Regions from separate parts of the Mus musculus genome. Here all the other regions are linked to region 2. A link is a contact called in public HiChIP or PLAC-seq and promoter capture Hi-C data. All regions are on one chromosome and are shown on one strand. The core of a region is the stretch at or near the end of the contact, and the rest is flanking DNA. Distances in the headings are between cores, read along the strand shown. Region 1 overlaps Fam177b (protein FAM177B). Region 2 holds the start of Capn2 (calpain 2). Region 3 overlaps Dnah14 (dynein, axonemal, heavy chain 14). Region 4 holds the start of Hhipl2 (hedgehog interacting protein-like 2). Region 5 holds the start of Mia3 (melanoma inhibitory activity 3). Region 6 holds the start of Taf1a (TATA-box binding protein associated factor, RNA polymerase I, A). Region 7 holds the start of Disp1 (dispatched RND transporter family member 1).

What was found. Promoter capture Hi-C pulls out the DNA fragments that hold promoters and counts their contacts. HiChIP or PLAC-seq counts read pairs in DNA pulled down with a chosen protein or histone mark.
Region 1: an H3K4me3 HiChIP or PLAC-seq map of embryonic forebrain shows a contact between it and region 2, with 4 times the contacts expected there. The contact joins the enhancer-like site here to the promoter of Capn2 in region 2. A contact is called at or near these places in 2 of 39 promoter capture datasets (cranial neural crest and embryonic stem cells) and 11 of 115 datasets of contacts at active chromatin or transcription factors (acute myeloid leukemia, bone marrow-derived macrophages, embryonic forebrain and 7 more).
Region 3: a contact with region 2 is called in a promoter capture Hi-C map of embryonic stem cells, with 4 times the contacts expected there. The contact joins the enhancer-like site here to the promoter of Capn2 in region 2. A contact is called at or near these places in 6 of 39 promoter capture datasets (the C10 cell line, embryonic stem cells, hippocampal neurons and 2 more) and 1 of 115 datasets of contacts at active chromatin or transcription factors (pancreatic cancer cells).
Region 4: a contact with region 2 is called in a promoter capture Hi-C map of embryonic stem cells, with 10 times the contacts expected there. The contact joins the promoter of Hhipl2 here to the promoter of Capn2 in region 2. A contact is called at or near these places in 3 of 39 promoter capture datasets (embryonic stem cells, hippocampal neurons and liver).
Region 5: a FOXA1 HiChIP or PLAC-seq map of pancreatic cancer cells shows a contact between it and region 2. The contact joins the promoter of Mia3 here to the promoter of Capn2 in region 2. A contact is called at or near these places in 11 of 39 promoter capture datasets (the 3T3-L1 cell line, 3T3-L1-derived adipocytes, embryonic stem cells and 6 more) and 4 of 115 datasets of contacts at active chromatin or transcription factors (astrocytes, bone marrow-derived macrophages, extraembryonic endoderm stem cells and 1 more).
Region 6: a contact with region 2 is called in a promoter capture Hi-C map of embryonic stem cells, with 77 times the contacts expected there. The contact joins the promoter of Taf1a here to the promoter of Capn2 in region 2. A contact is called at or near these places in 5 of 39 promoter capture datasets (the 3T3-L1 cell line, 3T3-L1-derived adipocytes, embryonic stem cells and 2 more) and 1 of 115 datasets of contacts at active chromatin or transcription factors (bone marrow-derived macrophages).
Region 7: a promoter capture Hi-C map of liver shows a contact between it and region 2, with 4 times the contacts expected there. The contact joins the promoter of Disp1 here to the promoter of Capn2 in region 2. A contact is called at or near these places in 13 of 39 promoter capture datasets (the 3T3-L1 cell line, the C10 cell line, cranial neural crest and 7 more), 1 of 484 Hi-C or Micro-C datasets (CD8 T cells) and 10 of 115 datasets of contacts at active chromatin or transcription factors (the NIH/3T3 cell line, bone marrow-derived macrophages, craniofacial prominence and 7 more).

The regions. Positions count from the first base shown.
Region 1 is chr1:183,251,513-183,254,448 of GRCm38.p6, forward strand. It overlaps Fam177b (protein FAM177B), which reads right to left. Exons shown (of 6, transcript XM_030244966.1): 6 at 2,788-2,817. The coding sequence ends at 2,788. Among named protein-coding and RNA genes, the nearest start is that of Fam177b, 23 kb to the right of the region's middle. Within about 2 kb of position 1,414, at least 10 of the 459 cell types and tissues checked have an H3K27ac peak or open chromatin away from gene starts, as enhancers often do.
Region 2 is chr1:182,516,339-182,519,038 of GRCm38.p6, forward strand. It overlaps Capn2 (calpain 2), which reads right to left and starts at 1,272. Exons shown (of 21, transcript NM_009794.4): 1 at 780-1,272. The coding sequence starts at 1,016.
Region 3 is chr1:181,622,378-181,625,294 of GRCm38.p6, forward strand. It overlaps Dnah14 (dynein, axonemal, heavy chain 14), which reads left to right. Exons shown (of 87, transcript NM_001377039.1): 18 at 316-660. All of the region lies in intron 2 of Gm33612 (a long non-coding RNA gene), which reads right to left. Among named protein-coding and RNA genes, the nearest start is that of Gm33612, 3.4 kb to the right of the region's middle. Within about 2 kb of position 1,409, at least 36 of the 459 cell types and tissues checked have an H3K27ac peak or open chromatin away from gene starts, as enhancers often do. A contact at or near this core is called in embryonic stem cells and pancreatic cancer cells, where this site is marked.
Region 4 is chr1:183,417,141-183,420,029 of GRCm38.p6, forward strand. It overlaps Hhipl2 (hedgehog interacting protein-like 2), which reads left to right and starts at 1,330. Exons shown (of 9, transcript NM_030175.5): 1 at 1,330-1,689. The coding sequence starts at 1,372.
Region 5 is chr1:183,368,170-183,370,969 of GRCm38.p6, forward strand. It overlaps Mia3 (melanoma inhibitory activity 3), which reads right to left and starts at 1,396. Exons shown (of 26, transcript NM_177389.3): 1 at 1,228-1,396. The coding sequence starts at 1,360.
Region 6 is chr1:183,387,734-183,390,433 of GRCm38.p6, forward strand. It overlaps Taf1a (TATA-box binding protein associated factor, RNA polymerase I, A), which reads left to right and starts at 1,252. Exons shown (of 11, transcript NM_001277959.1): 1 at 1,252-1,425.
Region 7 is chr1:183,220,075-183,223,128 of GRCm38.p6, forward strand. Disp1 (dispatched RND transporter family member 1) reads right to left here and starts at 1,455. Exons shown (of 10, transcript NM_026866.3): 1 at 1,249-1,455.

The sequences.
Region 1 (2,936 bases), core at 164-2,663, 740 kb after region 2:
TGTTGGCAGCAAGTGTATTTCCCTACTAAGCCGTCTCCCTAGCCCCAGAGTACTCTCAATACTTACAATTTGAGTTTGTTTGTTTTTAGAGGAAACCTCCTTGCCTTGCATCCTGTTTCAGTGATTCCATAATCAACCCAGCTGCATTTTGTTATAGTTGATTTTTTAATATTTGCCTCTCCAGTGAACTAGAAGCGCCTTCACAGCATAGAGCCTGGTACAAGATAAGTATTTAGTAAACATTTCAAGAATGATCAAACGGAACTGGCAAAATGACTTGACAAGTAAGGTTACTTGCCACCAAGTCTGAGGATCTAAGTTTGATACCTGGGACCCACACAGTGGAAGAAAACTGACACTTGCAAACCTGTCTTTTGACATCAACATCAGCACCATACCAAGCGATCCCCTCAGTAGAATAAATGTGCTTTCTAAAAAGGAGTGAATAAACAAATTTAAAACCTACACTGAATGATTTCCTTACCCAGGCTGCTGACTGACTGTGTGCTCTGCATGGTTTAGGCTGACTGTGTGCTCTGCATGGTTTAGGTGGCATTTGCCTAGGTCTGTGTCACATCTGTGTCTATGGACTCTTCCAAGTCCTTTCTCCTTTGTATGTTCTTTACTTCTAGCCTCTCTCTCAGAACGGATGCCTGGGGTAGGAATGTGCATTAGACTCCTTCAATAGAGAGGTAGGGCTGAGGACTGAGAAGTGGAACCGATGGCCCAGAAATCAAAGCTCACCCTTGGAATGCCCTGACCCTGAATCACAAAAGGTGCTAAGATCTTGAAGTCCCACTTCCTGATTCATCAAAAAGACCAAAGGATGAAGAGTACCTTCAGACCCTCTTGGATTCCAGGAACCAACATGTCACCTGACAGTAGATAGCCTTCAACAATATCACGTGGAAGGGATAAGGAAGGGGAGGGAGAGAAGCAAGGGAGAGTAGCTTCGAGCTGTAAAATGGTTTCGCTAAAACTGTCATCAGAACCCAGTTCTCTCCCCCAGTCCGGCTCAAATGCCACCATCTTTTTGGCATCTTTAGCGTCACTGATCACATAAGGAATGGCATCTACTTCCCTCTTCCTGACGGCAACTTAATTATGAAAGCAATCTTCTCACATCGCCGCCACAGCTGCTACTTCCAGGTACCTGAAATGCCGGTGCCCCAGCTGTCTTGATTGAGGCCCAGTTTGTAGGAAAACAAGACAAAATACTTTGCTGCCTTGATTCTGGTGGGAATTTAATTTAATTAGCATCTGATTTACACAATGCACTTCTGACAGCTGTGTTTGTAGAGTCTCCGTGGAAGCGAGAAATTACCATCCATTGAAATCATCATCTAGACTTATTTATCATCCTGCCGCATCTTCCCAGCCTTGAGCGCTGGGGACTTCTGTGTCTTTCTGGCACGCTTCAAGAAGGTTAAGGTAAATAATACTAAAGTGAGTGCACCGGGCTTTGCAGGGGTGCTTAGTGCAGGCTTGTTCTGCAGCCTTAATCGGGTCAGGGCTGGAAGGGAGAGGCCTTGGAGGCTTGATCAAAGGGCAGATGCCTTTTCATGTTGGGTTTTAAGAAAGATGAAAGATCTCAAATGAAAAAATGCTTAACACCTGGGCAGGAGCTGCTGGCCACTCTGAGGAGGGTGGCTCAGGGTGGATGGGAGAGACCGAGGGTAGACACACACCGGGACTTCTTCAGGACCTACAGCTTGACTGAGGCAACTAAGAAATTGGGGGAGGGGGAAGTGCTTAGGTTAGTGACTGCCTGGCTCATAAGAAATCCTTGTTGGGGCTGGTGAGATGGCTCAGCGGTTAAGAACACTGACTGCTCTTCTAGAGGTCCTGAGTTCAATTCCCAGCAACCACACGGTGGCTCATAGCCATCAGGAATGAGATCTGATGCCCTCTTCTGGTGTGTCTGAAGAGAGCAACTGTGTACTCACATACATAAAATAAATAAATCTTTAAAAAAAAAGAAAGAAAAAGAAATCCTTTAGCCCCTGCTTTACAGGTCTTTTACTTAAAGGGTTTACAAGTGTTACTATGTATCTTGTAACTGGGAAGCCTCCCTCAGGGACCGAGAGACATTCTGGAGAATATAGTCATTTGTAGAATAAGATGGCCTCCTCCAAAACTCCATGGGAAGGCAGGATCCTAGCTTGTATCATCCCTGGCTGATGCACACAGTTAATATAAGTTCCTGCCCAGCCACCGGCCTGTTAAGTCCTCTACTGTCCGTTCCCTCTAATGTGCCTCAATCAAAATGGCACTAAGTTCCTCCTCCTTCTTCTGTACATGTTAAAATAAGTCTCCCCTTTTCAAAGTGTTGCACAGCAGATCCTGCGAGGCACCTCCAAGTCTGATCTTAGGATGATCCTGAGCTGGATCAAATAAAAGTCTCCGAACAATGGAGTTCTATGCTCAGAGCAGGGAGCTAATTGAAAAGTGCTGACCAATATTACAGCAAAGGACTAGAACAGTAAAAGCCTTGAAGGATACCAGCAAAACCCAAGATATTGCTGGACTCATTGACTCTCAAAAGCCCTGGAAACCCCACTCACTAGCCAATCAGAGTGAACCTGCCTCCCATTTCCTGGTTAGCTAATTTTTCAACAAAGCTTTTTCCTTTGTCATAGTATTGGCTTCTCTGTACATGGGTGTATTTGTTTCCTTGCTCTGGAGTCATCCAGACAGGACTGAAGGATCTTCAGAATGGTTAAGCCCAATCAGTTCACTATCCCTTGTGTTGAATAAACCAATCATCTAAAGAATTATTAGTGTGGCTTAATAGATCATTATCACACCGGGCAGGGCCTGTGAGATAAGATATGTACACATGAAGCTCAGAGAAGGGAGAACATGTGTCTAAATTTGGGTGCAAGGAGGGGGAAGGGTATTCAAAGAAGTGACAGGCGATTGGAGTCTAGAATGAA
Region 2 (2,700 bases), core at 22-2,521:
GTTTAGACTTCCTCTCAGTTCCTGGGAAAAGTCAAGTGAGGGTCCCATGGGCATCCACTGGCGATTGAAACCACAAGGGAACGGGAAGGGCTTAAGGGCAGAGACTCTGAGGGTTAGGACAGGAGTATCTAGGAGTTGAGCAGAGGTTTCCGGGTGAGGACTCTAGGTCAGCAAAATAATGAGTAACAGAATCATTGGAGCCCATCGATTCTTTAAGCTACCCTTCAGTTCTTTAAGTTAAAGAGTCCTCTAACTGCACTTTGAGAGCCAGACAAAACCCACGCTGGATAAATACATGTACTTGCATTTACAAGTGCCACATGTACTTGTGACCACCTTTGTCAGCCAGAGCCAGGCTGTGCCCACCCCTTGCCCCCACCCACCCAGCAGTCCCGAGTCTTCTATCCTACTCTGATATCCCCACCCCCACCCCTACTGCCGAGCAGTGTCTCCACCCTCACTCAGATCACCACTAGAGTCCAGTAAAAGTTTCACCCCAGCGGCCCTGTGTCCCTGCGGCTTTGTGAAGCCGAAGGCAGCCTCCAGGGCGTGTCCACTAATGGGATTTGGGGTCCTGTCCTGCGAAGCGCTCTGCGCGCAGCTTGGGGCAGGTCCACTGGCTGGGCCTCAGTCTGCATAGGGAGTCCCCTTAGCAGCAATCGCGGAGCACTACTAAGCAGGGACTACCGAGCCGGGGAGCCAGGGACTTGCAGCCTCCCGGAACCCCGAGTGCCCTTCCAGGCCCTGCCGGCCCTGCCTGTTCCCCTCGCGCTTCCTACCGTGGGCCGCTTCCATTCGATGCCCCGAGTTTTGCTGGAGTAGGGCCCCAACTCCTTATAGCCCAAGGATGACGGCAGGGCGGGGAAGGAAGGATCCTGGAAGAGCGCCCCGGCCTCCAGGCACTCGTTCCGCAGCGTCTCGTAGTCCTGGTTGAGGTACTTGATGGCTCTCTCATGCGACCCCAGCCCCTCGGCCGCTTCGCGGTCCTTGGCCAGCTTTATCGCGATGCCCGCCATGGTAGCGATCCGGTTGGCGCACTGCACGGAGAAAGGGGTCGCGGAGAGGCGGGGCACGGCACTCGGCTGGGGCGCGGCCGGGCCCGGGGCGCTGCAGCGGACTGCGGGAGCCGCTGCTGCGGGGATGATTCACCGGCGGGAAGCGCCTGGGCCGTGCGCGGGGTGTGGCCTCCGCCTCCCCAGGCCTGCTCGGCGCCGGGCTCCGGACGCGGCTCGCCGGCGACCTGCACAGTGCCAGCCCGACCGTGAGGACTACGGGGCCGATGCTGCCACCTTCGGACGGCTCTCGGGATGGCGCGGCCCGGTGGGGAGGGCGAGCGGGGGGTGTTGGGGGGACGACAATCGCAAGTTGGGGAGCGAAGTTGTCAAACCCCAGCCATTGGGGAGTAAGGCTGGGCGAAACTCAGCAATGACTGTCCAGAAAACATCGGATGAGTCAGGAGCGGATGAGGGAGGGAGCGCGGCGACTAAGCCAGTTGCCACTCATTGGGCTCAGGATCGAAAGAGAGCTCTGCAGGCTCTGGGCACACATGTTACCTACCACCCCCAAATTTGTGAGAAATGGCTACTGGTGTGTCCATCTTACAGATGAGAAACTGAGCTCCAAAGAAGTTCAAAGATGTAACCCCTACAAATTAAAGCAAGACAGGAATTTTAGGGTCCCAGGGCCTCTGCAGTTACTTATTTGTGCATAAGTAGGGCTGTACAATTTGACAAAAACAAAAAACAAAAAAACAAAAAAACAAAACAAAACAATCCATGCTTGTTAAATCTAAATTTCAAGAAAAGGGGCTGGGGGATTGTGTGGTTTTAGCATACGTAGCCCTCAAATATCACCCGAGGCAAACCTGTGTTAGAATAATAATGTGATGCTTATCTAAAACTCAGATTTACCTGGGATGATTTATTGAGTTGCTGCTGGGACACCATTTAGAACAGAGCCCCTGTTGGTGGCCTGTACCACCGCTCTGTCCAATGAAAGTTTTCGCTGCCACTCACACACACAGAACTGGGCGGGCTTGTGCTATGAATGGTTTAAAGCACGGGTTCTCAACTGGAAGCAACCCGCACGCACCAATGTGACCCTAAAGGTTTTTGACCCTAACTGCAGACTTTCCTCATATTGTCACAACTGGGACAAAGGAGGCTCCTGGCCTCTACTGGGTGGAAGCCAGGTGCTACTAAAGGATGGTCGGGCGGAGGGCATCCCTCTACAGAGAGAACAGGAAGAAAAGTGCAGTCTGAAAGATCTCTGTGCCAGGCTGAGAAACCCTGGTTTGAACCTCATCTTGGTTCAGCATTGATGGTTTCTGAGATAGTTTGTAACTCTGTCAGTTGCAGGAAATTGTAGCAACTTGAAATATCAGTGATATGCAAATGACTGTTCCTGGAAGAATCAAAGTGTCTGTCTCCCTGTGGCAAAGCCAGGGCTTGTCTGTTGATACTGCTACCTCACTATTCTCTCCTGGGCATGGCAGGTGTCTGGGATCTTCCCCCACTTCCCTTTTGAATCCTGAGCCCAGAAAAAATCAGGGTGGGGCCAAAGGAAATCAGATGGTGGGAAAAAATGAACAGCTTCCGGAAAAGAGCCATGAAGCTTAGAAACCACCATGCTGCAAACAAATGCTGGCTGTCGAGCATGGTAGCCCATGTCTTTAAATCCCAACACTTAACATGAAGTGCC
Region 3 (2,917 bases), core at 159-2,658, 890 kb before region 2:
GACTGTGTGAGGAGAAAGTCGGACGACAGGCAGTGAGCTAGATGGTTGGTCTCTCTAGGACATAGTTCAAAATAATACCTTGATTACAAATTAAATATCTGAGTAACCTTTGCATGAAAGTCATGTTATCTATTTTTCTTAGTCTTGTTTCCAACATATGGCAATATTTAATTCCAGTTCTAAACAGAATGAATTGTACAAAGACCATCATTTGACAGTAACCATCAGCTTGCCCAACAATGCAGATAAAAGCTTTTAGTAAGGCTTCTATTTCCAGGTGGAACATGCTAACCATCTTGACGTTTTCATTCACAGATTGTGACTCTGCTGACTATTATTGGTAATTCAGTGGGCTTGGTTAGCGACTACAGCTGCAGGTTTCTGAAATATTGTTACATAGTAGAAAAGGCCAAAGTCATGACTACAAAACTGCCATTCATGACGAACTTGACATCCATCGAGTTTAAAAGAATAATACATAAATTCAGAAGCTACCTAAAGCAAATCGTGACCATGACTATTGAGATACGTATTGGAATTTTTTATGTGAATAGTCTGGATTATCAATTAGCATGCTTACCATATGTTGATGGCATCATACAAATGAGCTACAACCTGTTACAATGTACCATTGAGGAAAAAAGTGCAAATCTATTAGAAGTAAGTCTTTATTTTTTTCCTCTTTTTTGTTGAATTAATTATTAATGAATCCCAGCTTGAAGGGGGGGGGGTCACTTCCCACCTCAAACATTTATGTTCCCAAGTGAGACACACATACACAGCCTTTATATTTTTATATGCCTTAAGCAGCACAATAGCTGGCCTCCACGCTGCGAGAACCTGCCCCAACCTGCAGGACTTGTTTAAACAACAGGATTCTCGAGGGAAGGGAGCTACAACAACAAATTTTGGGATTAGAAGACACAAAAGAAGGATGCAAGACAAAAATTCTGTTCAAGCCTCGTTTACTCAGGGGAGATGGGGGGCTTTTTAAAGCTGAAAACCGCAAACAGAATTTGCTCAGGTACACAGGCCAAACCACAGTGCTAGGTAACACACTAAGGTCAAAGGAATGTCCCCATTGTAAAAGGTCCAGAAAGGAGTGCCCTCATTGTAAAGGGAAAGGAATGCCCCACATTGTAAATGTCCTGAGTCAATTACAAAACGGAAGCAAGATAGTGGAAGAAGCAAAAGAGTGTTAGATAATGGCCCTGGAACAAGATTCCAGAGGCTTCTGGGGCCCCAACAAGAACCTACCTCTGCCAGTAATTCCTAGTTACCACTTATTAATTCTTATGTTCCATCTTGGTTACTCTTCACTCCAATTAGACATCTGGGTGCTCTCCTTGCTTCTCTACCCCATGGCAGACTCTGTCTCTCCTCCCTCCACACTCTCCTAAGCCATCTCCCCTTCCTCTCCTCCCGTCCCAAGCCCAGGAAACGCCAAGCTCTCGCCTCTGTCTGTCCTCCCCAGCTCTCAGCTGCTGCTTTCTTTATTTACCAGTCAGAGCTAACTGAGGGCAGGTTCCCAGAAGCTATGTGCAGACCCTATCGTGCAAACAGTTTTTTGGGGGAGCATAGTTAGCATTCATAATACAAGCAGGTACACCTTTTCATAAGAAAATTTCAGATTAGATTATAACTTGATGATATACAATCAAAAATACATATAAGTATTATACTCAGAAAATCCCAAAGTACTGTGATTACATTTGTTTTTGTGTTTAGTCTTTATCTGTGTATAAGTGCATTTCTGTATGTGAATGTGACACATACATTTGCCATAACATGTGGAGGTCAAAAGGCAAACTTCAGGAGTTGTTTGACACAGTGTCTCTTGTTTGTATCACATAAACCAGATTAGAGGCCCTTGGGCTTCCAGAAATTCTTCTCCACTTGATTTGGCCGTAGGACTCCTGGGATTATAGACATGCATGCTCTTGTGTAGTTTATGGAGATGCAAACTTTGGTCCTCACACTTGCAAGTACTTTACCCAACTCAGTCCCTCCTCAGCACTTACATGTGTGTTTTATTAAATATCACTTCCTTTAGAACTTTCTGTAACTACGTGGAAGACTGCGCCCCATGTCACTGCCCATCTCTTTTTTTTTTTTTTTTTTTTTTTTTTTTTGGCTTTATAACGCACATCATTGTCTGACATCATTGTTCCCCATAGACTCACTAGGCTATGGCTTGTCTGCTTTGTAGAACAAATATGGATCCCAGTATCCTAGCTGTTGCCTGTACCAGCATCCTCCCATAGTACCCAAGACAGGTTTCAAGACCAGAGTTTATGATAACAGCTATCATTTTTTTTTCTTTATCCAGCCAGACTTCCAATACTTCTTAAACCCAAAGTTACAAGCTGCCCATCGACTGTGCCTCTGCAGTATAACTGTGAGAGGATAGCAGCATTCTCACACATACCAAGTCTAATGTTGCATCAAACCTTATCCAAAGTAGCGAACAGAGCTTGAGTGGGCCAGGAATAATTTTCAAGAAAGATGTTAATTGCAAAAGGAGAAGCGCCAGTGGCGTGGAAGCGGAGTTGACAGGCAGGATATTGCAGGCAGGAGTTAATGTAGCTAGATTCAGTTGCACATGACTCCCACGTGCAACAGCAACAGCAACAGAGCTGTCGCCTACACAAGTTAGAACTAATTTCTCTTGTGGGAAGTAGTAGTGCCCACATAGTGACTTGTAGCAGGGACGGTAGGGAGGGCCACCTATATATAAACACCGGGGGCCACGTAGCCACAAAAAAACATCTACAGGAGTACCTAATTTAGGACTGCCTGAGAGACCAAGGATTGGTGGTGCCAGCCAATGCCAGCCAATCAGGAACTGCTGTTTAGAAGAGATGCTTTCTTGGGATGAATGGGGCACTGGTGGAGGGTATTAAAGGAGCTTGCAGCA
Region 4 (2,889 bases), core at 80-2,579, 900 kb after region 2:
GCTTCAGGTGAGGAAATGACTCCACGAGATCCAGCTGCAAGGCATTTTCTCAATTAGTGATCAAGGGGGAGGTCCCCTTGTGAGTGATGCCATCTCTGGGCTGGTAGTCTCGGTTCTATAAGAGAGCAGGCTGAGCAAGCCAGTGGAAGCAAGGCAGTATGTAACATCCCTCCATGGCCTCTGCATCAGCTCCTGCTTTCTGACCTGCTTGAGTTCCAGTCCTGACTTCCTTTGGTGATGAACAGCAGCGTGGAAGTATAAGCCGAATAAACCCTTTCCTCCTCAACTTGCTTCTTGGTCATGATGTCTGTGCAGGAATAGAAACCCTGACTAAGAGAGCCTGGGAGGGGGCTTCAGAGGGTGATTCTGTTCTGACTCTCACTGTGGGGACACAGTCATAAAAGTTCCTTGCTGGACACCGGACTTGCCCCCTGCTTGATTTTGAATTTCCCAGTCTCTAAACTGAGAGATAAGTTTCTACTATCTATAAGTTAACAAGTCTACAGTATTTTTGTTTTCTTCAGTGTGCTTTTGAGATAGGGTCTCATGTAGCCCAGACTGGCCTTGAACTTGTCTACAGTCAAGGATGACCTGGATCCTTTGACCTTCCTGTCTCTACTTCCCAAGGGCAGTTGAACACAGCACAGCCTGATTTGTGAGATACTGGGGAATCAAACCCAGGGCCTTATGCATGCTAGGCAAGCACTCTACCAGCTGAGCCCCATCCCAGTTTGTGATATTATTGCAGCAGAGTGAAGGGATTGAGGCGCCCTCCTTTCCTTGCTTGACTGCTTGTGTTTTTCTTGCTGGGGATGCGAGATTCATGACACTTCCTCCCATCCAGGCACACTCGGGACGGCTCTCCGTGACATGCTCCCAGACCCACACCAGCACTCTCTGTGCCCTTCTGCACTGCAGGAGCCTGGACATTTGCCTCGCGCAGAGTCTGCTGTCAGACATCTGTAATGTGTGCCGCTCAGCCTGCAGAAAAACAGTAAACAAGCGGGAATTTCCTGGCCTGCCCCCAACATGGCGGAAACTCTGTGCAATTTGAAGAATCCTAGCACCTCAGTCATTGATGCCAGCACACGGTTGACTAAGCACCCGCAGTCTCCCAAACCCTCAGCACTAGTGTCAAGACCTGCTCCAGCTTCACTTTTAGGTAAGGACACCTCTCCCTGATGTCACGAGGTATGCTTAGCCACCAGCACAGAGAAGGAACTTCACTGATGAACCACCTCATTGAACTGGGGCAGGATGTGAGGGAGAGAAAGAAGGAAGAGCAGTTGGGAGCGGGGGCGGGGGGGGGGGCACTGGGCAGACTGGGCAGGCCAACCCAGGAAGGAGCAGCAGAGAATTCCCAAGGTCCAAATGCTGGGAAAACATACTAGCCCACACACTGTTCCTGGTCATCGGGCCCCGTGGCTCTCTCCTGGCATTTTCTGCCTGGGCCTCCCGTTCTTGTTGGGCTGGGTGGGCCTGCTGCAGGGACACCCCCAGTGCTTGGATTATGGACCACCCTTCCGTCCTCCTCAGCACCTGGACTTTTGCTCTGACTATGACTCCTTCGGCTGCTGTGATCAGCGCAAAGACCGCCGCATCGCTGCCAGGTACTGGGACATCATGAGCTACTTTGACCTGAAGGCCCACGAGCTGTGTGGAGGTTACATTAAAGACATCCTTTGCCAGGTGGGTCTGAGTGTATGTAAGCCTAGGAAGAGGAGGAGGAGGAGAGGGAGCCAGTTTGGAAAAGCGATTTGTGGCTTTACAGTGTTTGGCTGAACAGTGAGGGATCCTGGAGTAGGACTCTTCTGCCAGGTGCCTCCCTGGAGAGCTGGAGGTGAGGGTGTGCCCTGGTTCTCCATACTCTTCCCTCTGGGCTTTTTCTCCAGACAACGAAGATTGAAAGAGGTGTTCATGGGGTTCTCAGTGCAGCTGCTCCGTCCTGCCTACAAGGACCAGAAAGCTGGGCACAGCATCCCTGTGGCATTTATGCATTGTGCAGTGGGCAGGGGTGGGGCGGGGAGGGGTTGTGACACCTGCTGAGAGGGTGTTTTGCCATGGGGGCTTTGGTTGTGACAGTGGTGGTGGCAGGGGTTGGGGTCCTGTCTGCAGAACTCCTAAGCTGGATGCAGAGAGCCTCAAGTTGCTGGGAGGAAATGACCCAGAGTTTCTCCTCTCCACGCTCAGCAGCAGCCAAAATCCACAGGCAGGAGGCGTCACCTTAGCTGAGCTGAGCTTGAACATTAGAAGGTACAGACTGCGCATGCGCACGCGCACGCACCAGTCTTCGGGAAGAGAGTCCAACTCGAGAAGCTTCTGCAGGAAAGCAGCACTCTAATGACGTGACAGACATCCTGGGGCATTTTAGTGCTAGTATGTGGCTGTCCCAGGGTATCTTTATCCCACCATGGCCACTGTTTTCAAACTCCTCAGCTCTATGCGTGGGTACAGACAGCCTAGGCAGGAATCAGTGCAGTAGCACTCAGAGGACAGACACCTGGGTGGCATCGCCTCGGGGCTGTGTTCTCAGGACAGGGCACCGTCCTTCAGGTGTTTCCTGGAAATTTAACTCTGAGATGAGCAAGGGGTGTGCATGTGTGCATGCGTGTGTGTGCGTGTTATGTGTGTGTGTGTGTGTGTGTGTGTGTGTGTGTGTGTGTATTGGCTCGAGGTCAGTGTTAGGTGGCTTCTATCTCTCTTTACCTTGTTTGGAACAGGGCTTATAAAACTTGGATTCCCTTGATTCAGGTAGGATGGCTGGCAGCCAGTTCCAAAGCTTCCTGTCTCTGGCTCAGTGCTGTGGCACTGGCTGGGATCCAAATGCAGGTCCTCCTGCCTGCGAACAAGCACATTAGTAGCTGAGCCATCTCCTCGGCCTTAGAACGC
Region 5 (2,800 bases), core at 146-2,645, 850 kb after region 2:
CTTTACCTTCGTGGTTGCTTTACCTTCGCTGTTTATTTACAGTGGCCCTGGGTTACAGCTAGGACCTAGAATCTCAGCGACATAAATTACAGGCGCCCCTTTTTTTTCTTTAATGGTATTGGAGTAAACCATTCAAGTTATGCATTTTGCTTTTTCCTTTTTTTTTTCATAACACCAATTGAAATACAAATGGCTAACCTGCACTCTTCTTAGTCTTTTAGAATGAATACTTTTCTGAATGGACTGCTGTGATTTGTGAAGGACATCGTCAGTGAGTTACAGTTTCTGGAAACCAACCTAAAAACAGTATTATTCTGGGTAGGAGTAAGTCCCAGCAACATAGGGAACTAAGGAAAGGGCTGGACGGGTTCCTGAGACCCTTGGAGTATTTATTATCACCGTTACAGTAGTAGCCCTCTTCTAATCCTAACCTTCCCCATGGCCCACCTCCAACCCTGGCACCTCCAACCTAGGACTAGGGCGCGACTGCGCACAGAGAAGGCGGCTGCGGTTCTCAGGTAGTGACAGGTGCAGTAACTTGGCTGGTTAAAGAACGAAAGATTTTGACCTTCCCGCAGCCCTGCTTGGGAGCTGGCAAAAGGCTTCTATGCAAAAGAGCGACGGGACTGAAGGAGAAAACCGGGGAGACCACAGAATGCACTGCTTGCTTGGCCTCGGGATTCATCCCAAACCTAAACTCCAGTTCCTCTGGTTCCAAAGATGATGTGAGCTGGTCCCAATGCAGCCAAGAGGGCAGCGCCGAGGTGCCTTCTGGAGGAACCCCGCCGTCAATCGGCCGCTAGGATTGCGCCCCAGATCTCTAAGCGCGTGGATCTCGGTCTTGAGTGGACCCAGGTCCCCGCGGCCGGCGTTAAAACGCTCTTGGCTGCAGCATGGGGCGCCCAGGATGCGGGGGCGAGCCACCCCATCACCCTGGGAGCCCAAGGGGAGTGCGGGGATAAGGAAGCAGAGAGCAGCACCCTGGAAACCCGGCTGGGTCTGCGGCGCCCCCCGGCAGGGTCAGAGGAGCAGAGAGCAAATCCGGCAACAAGTGGTAGGCACGGCCTCTATGGCAGGGCTAGCCGGGCGATAGCCGAGTAAAGCGTACCAGCGCGGGCTCCGCGGGCCTGCGACCCCCTAGGCCAGGTGCCGGCTGTGGGACTCCGACCCGCGCAGCCACCGCAGCCACCCGGGAACCGGCCGCCCGCCCCGCCACCCCGGACTCACTGCTGCACTCTTCGTCCCCGCACACTTTGAGGTCCGAGAAACGCCGTCCGTGGCTGAGATCCGACTGGCCCGGGACCCACCAGAGCGCCCCCAGCACGAACAGCCAGAAGAGCAGCCCCGGCGCCGCAGCCATGTTGTGGCCACCGCGGGCCCGGGTGACGCGGAGGCCGCCGGCGGGCGGTGTCGGGGGCGGGGCAGGAGCGGGCGGTGCCGGGGGAGGCGCCCAAGAGGCGGGCTGCTGCGAGTGACACGTCAGCAAGGGCTCAGCAAGGGATGCGCGGTGACTTGGAGGAGGCCTTGGCGTCCCTCCCGAACTGCTACCTTGACGACCGTCAGAGGCACCTTCCCCTCGCCCAATCGCAAGCCTCGACTCGGGCGCCTTCACAGACGACCCTCCGCGTCACCAGGTTCGTCACTCCGCATCTCAGCGCCATCCCAACAGGTTTTTCGTCTTCCTCCTACAGCTTCGGATTTCTGGTCCATGCTAAACAGCCATCTCTCTCCATCACTTCTTCCAACTACCGCTTTTAGTTCTGAACCGCCAAGTCCCACACAGGACTGGACACAGTGTGTAACTGATCCATGCACAACCCCCGACCCTAACACACACACTTCAAACTCCATGGGGTTCTTTGGGACCTCCATGGCTCTCTTTTAGTTCAGTGGAGTAGTGGGTGAGACAGTAAATTAGAAAGTGTCATCCTTTAAGGAGAGGGGTGGTGGACAGTGATCCTCTGCCCACGATCTTCAGATTCCTGTCGCTGTCCATAAAGGACATAAGAACATAAAGTCATTTAGTCTAGCACCAACGTGTTCAGCTTCCATCTCCTTTGACAGAACTGTAGGCCAGACCCACTCCGTGGCACACCCGAATGCCCTCATGTTGCCAATAGCTACTGTCTCAATGTTCTCCTTAAGCTTCCTTATAACTCCGTATTTCCAAGTAACATGCAATGGCTTTACCACAGACTGCCCTGTCTCTCTGTCCCTTTATCCTGTTTCCTGGCTTTCTTCCCCTCTTCTGTTAGGTTCACTCAAATAGAGCAGCCCACTCCTCCCACCCCTCAAATAACTCTATAGGAGCTATTGTTTATGTGGTGCTGGAGTCTGGGCGTGCTCACCGACAGTGCTGAGCTACATCCCCACTCTAACTTGTTTTGTTTCCGCTTGTTCTTCATTGCCTAGGGAGGTACCCGGGTCTTGTGATGTGCTCAACAACAATCTGCTGCATGAACCACAGTCCCGATGTAAACACACACACACACACACACACACACACACACACAGACTCCATGGAGTTCTTTCAGACCTCTAGTGCTCTCCCCACAGCAGCATCCTCAACACCAAATCTGCAGATACGTTTATTGTTAGATGGGGACATATCTGTCAGAGCGACTACATTCTCACCCCACTGTTTCCTGTTGTTCTGGGTGCCACCGGGGTATGAAAGCACACCAAAGTAATTTAAACGTCTTCTTATGTCTACAGAATAGAATTAAATAACATTCCATTGGTAGAAAAAGACGGATAAAATAGCATGAGATATTGATTTAAATATACTTTTACATACAGG
Region 6 (2,700 bases), core at 2-2,501, 870 kb after region 2:
CTCAGAAATCTGCCTGCCTCCCTCCCTCCTGAGTGTTGGGATTAAAGGCACGCACCACTACTGCTAGTATTTTCCCCCATTTTTATGAGCATGACCAAAATCAGCTGAGTCATTTTGATAAATCAAGATTCCAGATGACAAGCTAATCATTATCTTGGTGTGTGTGTGTGTGACTGCCCCTCCTTTGTCACATAGTTTAGCTTTGCCTGTAGTTAGGAGTATAGGTTTAAAGGCCCAGGCATAGAGGCACATGCCTTTAATCCCAGCACTTGGAAGCCAGACTGATTTCTGGGTTGAGGCCATCCTGGTCTACAGACTAAGTTCTAGGACAGCTAGGGCAATGCTGAAACATGGTCTTAGAAACAAAAATAAAACAAAACAAAAACTCAGCAACAAAAAGAAACAGTAAGGGCAAAGACACAAAGAACTGTATAAATAACTTTTCTCTAGTGCCTATGAGCACTGCATACTGTTTACATAGAAAACACGGAATAAAATACCCATCGCATTAAAAAAAAAAAAACAACTCTTCATACAAAGTCTTTTTATAGACCCTTAGGTTTCTATGATACTCGGATTCTGTTCTCGAGCAGTAAATTCAAAGTTCCAGAGGAGTCCATGCCATCACTTATGCAGCCTTCAGTACGTTCTTTTTTATTTTAGTTCCAATAACTTTAAAGTTGTCTTCCTGTAGCTTTTACTCATTAATGCGTGTTTTCACCACTGGTGCCAGTCTGTTCATTTAACGGATCAGCCCTTGAAAATACATCTGCCATTCTCCATGGTCCTTTTCAAAGGCTTAACAATTCCACTATCTACCTCCAGAATTAACACATGGCTGTGAATGTCTCTCATGAAAGTGGGATCCAGACCCATCCCTACAACAATCCACGTTGAAAAGGAAAAAGATTCTTGCTCAAACTGTGAGGCAGGAAGTCACTTAAATCAGATGCTAGCAGCAACTGGGATCGGCTATGCGTTCCCTTGTCACACTCGACTTTGCGATGGAAATCTTCCAATTTCGTTAAGGCTCAGGCTAAATTGTCAATCTGGGCCAAACCAATGGGGAGGCGGAAGTCAACATCCACTTCCGGGCCTCGTCCGGAAGCCTCTTCAGAGCTGGATAGGCTCTGCATCTTTCCCACAGGTAACGCTCCTGTGGGGGCGTGGCCACGCATGCGCACTACCTGAATGCCCACCAGGCTGGTTCTGCGCAAGCTCCCAGGAAGCGCTCGTTAACTGCTTCCGGACAGGGTTTTCCGGGGCGGCGAACAACGTGGAGTCGGGCGACTCTGGAGCTTGGATTTAGCGGCTCGCGGGCTCCGTACGCCTTGCGCTTTCAGTGAAACAGGAAAAGGTGTGTGAGCCTCCTGCTTGTTCCTTCTGCGGTTTCCTCTTGACTTTGTGCTCCTGGGCTCTGAGACCGTAAGTTACAGAGATCGTGAACTTTTGGTTACCGTGGCAACAGCCACCACGCCAACCTTCCCCAGGCCAGTTTGAGTCTTTGAGGGCCAAGGAAGGATTTGCGTTGTCTCCTTACCGTGTGTGGTAAGGTCGATTTCTAATTCAGGTGCTATTTCAAACTTTTTCGCGGAACGGCTGAGATTGATTTTTTTTAAAGGCCTAATCTGGATTTAAGGCGGAGAAACAAAATTTGAGGCTGGCCAACTCTTTGGGAGATGGGTCAGCAGGTAGTGGCAATTACTGTCAAGCCGGGTGAGTTCGATCCCCGGATCTACACAGTTGAAGGACCCCTCTAGATGATTCTCTGACCTCCACGCGTGCGCCGTGGCTTCTTCCGACAATAAACAAAGTGTAATATTAAAAAAAGAAATCGTACCGGGCGGTGGTTGCGCACGCCTTTAATCCCAGTACTTGGGAGGCAGAGGCAGGCGGATTCCTGAGTTCGAGGCCAGCCTGTCTACAGAGTGAGTTCCAGGACAGCCAGGGCTACACAGAGAAACCCTGTCTCGGAAAAAAACAAAACAAAACACCCCCAAAAAGAAAAGAAAGAAATCGTTTGTCAGCAGGCTTCAGGTTCGATCTCTAGCACCGCAGAAAACAAAGAAAGCAACGCCAGTTGATAAGGGTGAGGGTACCGAACTAGGGTGATGCTGTGGGATTGCAGAAGGGAGGGACGCGTTCAGTGGAATTCGTAGCTTCAGTATTTGATGGATACGCAGAACAAGGGTCTTGAGCATTTTGACATTTAAATCCATGTCCAGTGGCATGTAGCTGCTTTTGTCGAGTCATTTCTTTGCCATGGGCCGCTGCCGACCCCCTTACGTTTTTTGTCATACCGGCTCGTCTGTGTGCTTTGTGTTTCCCAGACTTTTGTCTTCACCGTTTCTCAGTCCTAACTTGGAAGGAAATACGGTTGCTGCTATGATTATCTTAGATAACTTATGGGCTATTTATGTGGTTAAGTTCCGAATACATACTAGCAACTGCTGCTACTGTACGTGCGTGTTATATATTCTTTTTTTTTTTTTAAGATTTATTTATTTATTATATGTAAGTACACTGTAGCTGTCTTCAGACACTCCAGAAGAGGGCGTCAGATCTTGTTACAGATGGTTGTGAGCCACCATGTGGTTGCTGGGATTTGAACTCCGGACCTTCGGAAGAGCAGTCGGGTGCTCTTACCCACTGAGCCATCTCACCAGCCCCGTGTGTTATATATTCTTAAGCTTCTTTCTG
Region 7 (3,054 bases), core at 205-2,704, 700 kb after region 2:
CCTGGAGAGATGGTTCAGCCGTTATGAACACTGGCTGCTCTTCCAGAGGACCTCAGTTTGCTTCCTAGCACCCACATGGCAGGCAGCCCACAACTCTAGAGACAGGCACTGTGATGCCCTCTTCTGGTTTCTGAGAACAACAGGCCCACATGTGGTGCCCAGACATACATGCAGGCAATAACACCCATACACATAAAAACAAACAACTTAAAAAAGAAATGAAGAGATGCAAAAAGAAATCAACCCAACAGTTAGCCCCATGACTTCAGAAGACTGCCTTCAATGTCTTCATTAATATGTTAAAGCACTATGTTAGGTGCATCCTGCATTACATCAGCTGTGCCACCCAACAAACCGTTCTTATAATAACTTGTCTCACTGCAGCACAAATCTCAAGTAAGTCAGTGAGATACCGGGTTATGGATAAATGCACAGTGCTTTCTGGTTTGTTTGTATGTTTGTATTTGTTTCTTCAAGTAGTTCAGGTCAGACCACCAAGTAAGATGTAAGTTACCAGTACTGGCAAATACCGGGGGATAAAATTAAGATTGTAACTCTTGGGAAGGGAAACACTTGAAGCAATCAGTATACACCAGCCTCCATCAGTGACAGTACTCTGGCTTTGCCTAGTTATGCTCAGTGTGTGGCAAGAATCCAATCTATTTAACATCTAAAAATGTGTCACCCCATTGAGAAGCAAACAGTAAGTCATAAAGTGCAAACATGAAGGTGCAAGCTTTGTCCAGATACTTACAAGCTCACTCCACGACAAAGGAAGTGGGACAACCTGAACTCCGCAAGGTAGAGAAGAGTCTAAAATGAAAACTTCAGTGGGCTTGCTTGTCTGAATCAAAGACCTAAAGTCCTATTAGTCTGACAAAGCCTGAACGGGAGCTAAGTGAGTAAGAGTTCAGGTTTTCCCTACGAATGTTGGGTATTCCCCTCCGAAGACCACTGGAAGAGGGGAGAAGTCTTAAGAGAAAGAAAGCAATGTATTGCAAAGAAAGCAATGCTGAGCATGCAAGCCTTGGCTGCTCATCTCGCAGATGAGTTAGGTCAAGACGTCCTTCTCATCTTTAACCCCGAGGGTGAAAAGAGCTGCCTCTGGAGCGTCTCCCTGCAAGCCCCCCAAGGCCATCTCGGGCCACCTTCCCTACGAGCCTGGGGACGCGGACACACCCCCATGGAAGATGTCACCTCGGCCTCCTCAGCCCCTCGCAGCCACCCTCCGCCGCCAGCCGTCCTCACCCCGAGATCCCTGCTCTCCCGCCGCGCCGACTCCCGCGTGCCTCCTCGGCCTCCCCGGACCGCGGGGACGCAGCGCCGAGAAGCATCCACACCGACCACGGGCGTCCGGGACACTGAGGCTCCGAACTCTGCTCCAGCCGGAGCTCGCGGATCCTGGCCCGGAGCCGCGCTTCCGCCTGGCGCGGGCCGCGGTCGCCAGCGGGACCGGAAGTCCCGCCTCCGGCTATGGGCCCAGGCCTCCTGCTACTCAAAGCCGCTGCAGCTGGGCTGGGGTGCAGAGGCACATGCATCTCCTGTCTCCGTCTTAGCTGTCACTTAGCCAGTCTACAAATGCTGGGCCAGGTGTCCACTAGATGACTCTGAGACCGACCTCTGAGCCCACATTCTGGTTGAAAGTTGAGCTAAACAAAAGCAGTAGCTAATCAGACACCGCGAAGGACTATGTTTTATTTAATTCATTCAGACTGTTTCTTTTCTCCATCACTCATGAAACAAGAAAATGGTAGACGGAGAACCACACCTTGACACACTGTCTAGTTATCTTTAGCTCTTGTTTTTTGTTAAAACCTACTTTCATGTCAGGACTCTAAGGATAACTAAGAGGCATTGAAGTCAAGGCTGGGGACTCTTGTATCTCCTTATCCTTCACAATGTAGCAATTTTGAATAATTCTCTTTTTCTGCTTTTTACTATTAATTTGGGTCCTTTAATTGGCTTACTGAGGATAGGTGGCTGAACCTGGTGTGTTGGAGCACAGGCTGTAACCCTACAAGAAGCACAATTTGTTGTAACACAGCAGTGCTGTGGGAATGGTATGGTGTGTAGAGTTGAGCAAGAAGACGGACTATAAATAACAATTTCAGTTGAGACTGAATTAAAGAACAAATAAGAGTTAAAGTAGGCAAGGACATGCATAGCAGTATACCAGAAAGTAAGAGCCTGTCTTGTTCAGGCAACTGCATAGAAGTACAGTCAATTAAAGTCCAAGACCTCAAAGGCAAGAAAAAAACATAGACAAGACCAGATGTTGCTGTACTTTCGTAGTGGTTTGTAGATTTGGCCCCCCCAAAGATTCGTGTTTGAATGCATGGCCCACAGGGATTGATACTATTAGAAGATATGTCATTGTTAGAAAAGGTGTGGCCTTGTTGGAGGACATGTGTCACTGTAGGGGTGGGCTTTGAGGACTCCTAGTGCTCAAGCTCTGCCCAGGATGGAAGAAAGGCAAAATGCAGAACCCTCAGCTCCTTTACCAGCACCATGTCTGCCTGGCTGCTGCCATGTTTCCTGCCATGACGATAATGGACTGAACCTCTGAAACTCTAAGCCAGCCCCAATTAAATGTTTGCCTTGGTCCTAGTGTCTATTCACAGCAATGGAACCCTAACTAAGACAACTTTATACCAAATATTTTAGCTTCAAATTTCATACAACAGAGTCAATGGAGTCACCATTAGAATAGACAAAACAGCGGATCCTGGGGTTGCCCAGAGTGACTGTCCTAGCTAACAAAGAAAAGAAAAACCTGAGACTGGGCGTTTTAGCTCAATGATCATGGTATGTACCAACTCGCATGAGGCCCTGGGCTTGCTATCCAGCATCCTACAAACCTGGCATGGTGATGCAGGCGTGGAAATGTAACACTCAGGAGGAAGAGGCAAGAGCATCAGGGGTTGCAGGGCGTCCTCAACTCCATAGCCAGGGTGAGGCCAGCCTGGGACACGTGAGATAGAAAGGGAAGTACAGGAATCAGAGGAAGGGTGCTGAGGAAAATAAGAATCTGTAAGACGCCATGCGTAGAATGCA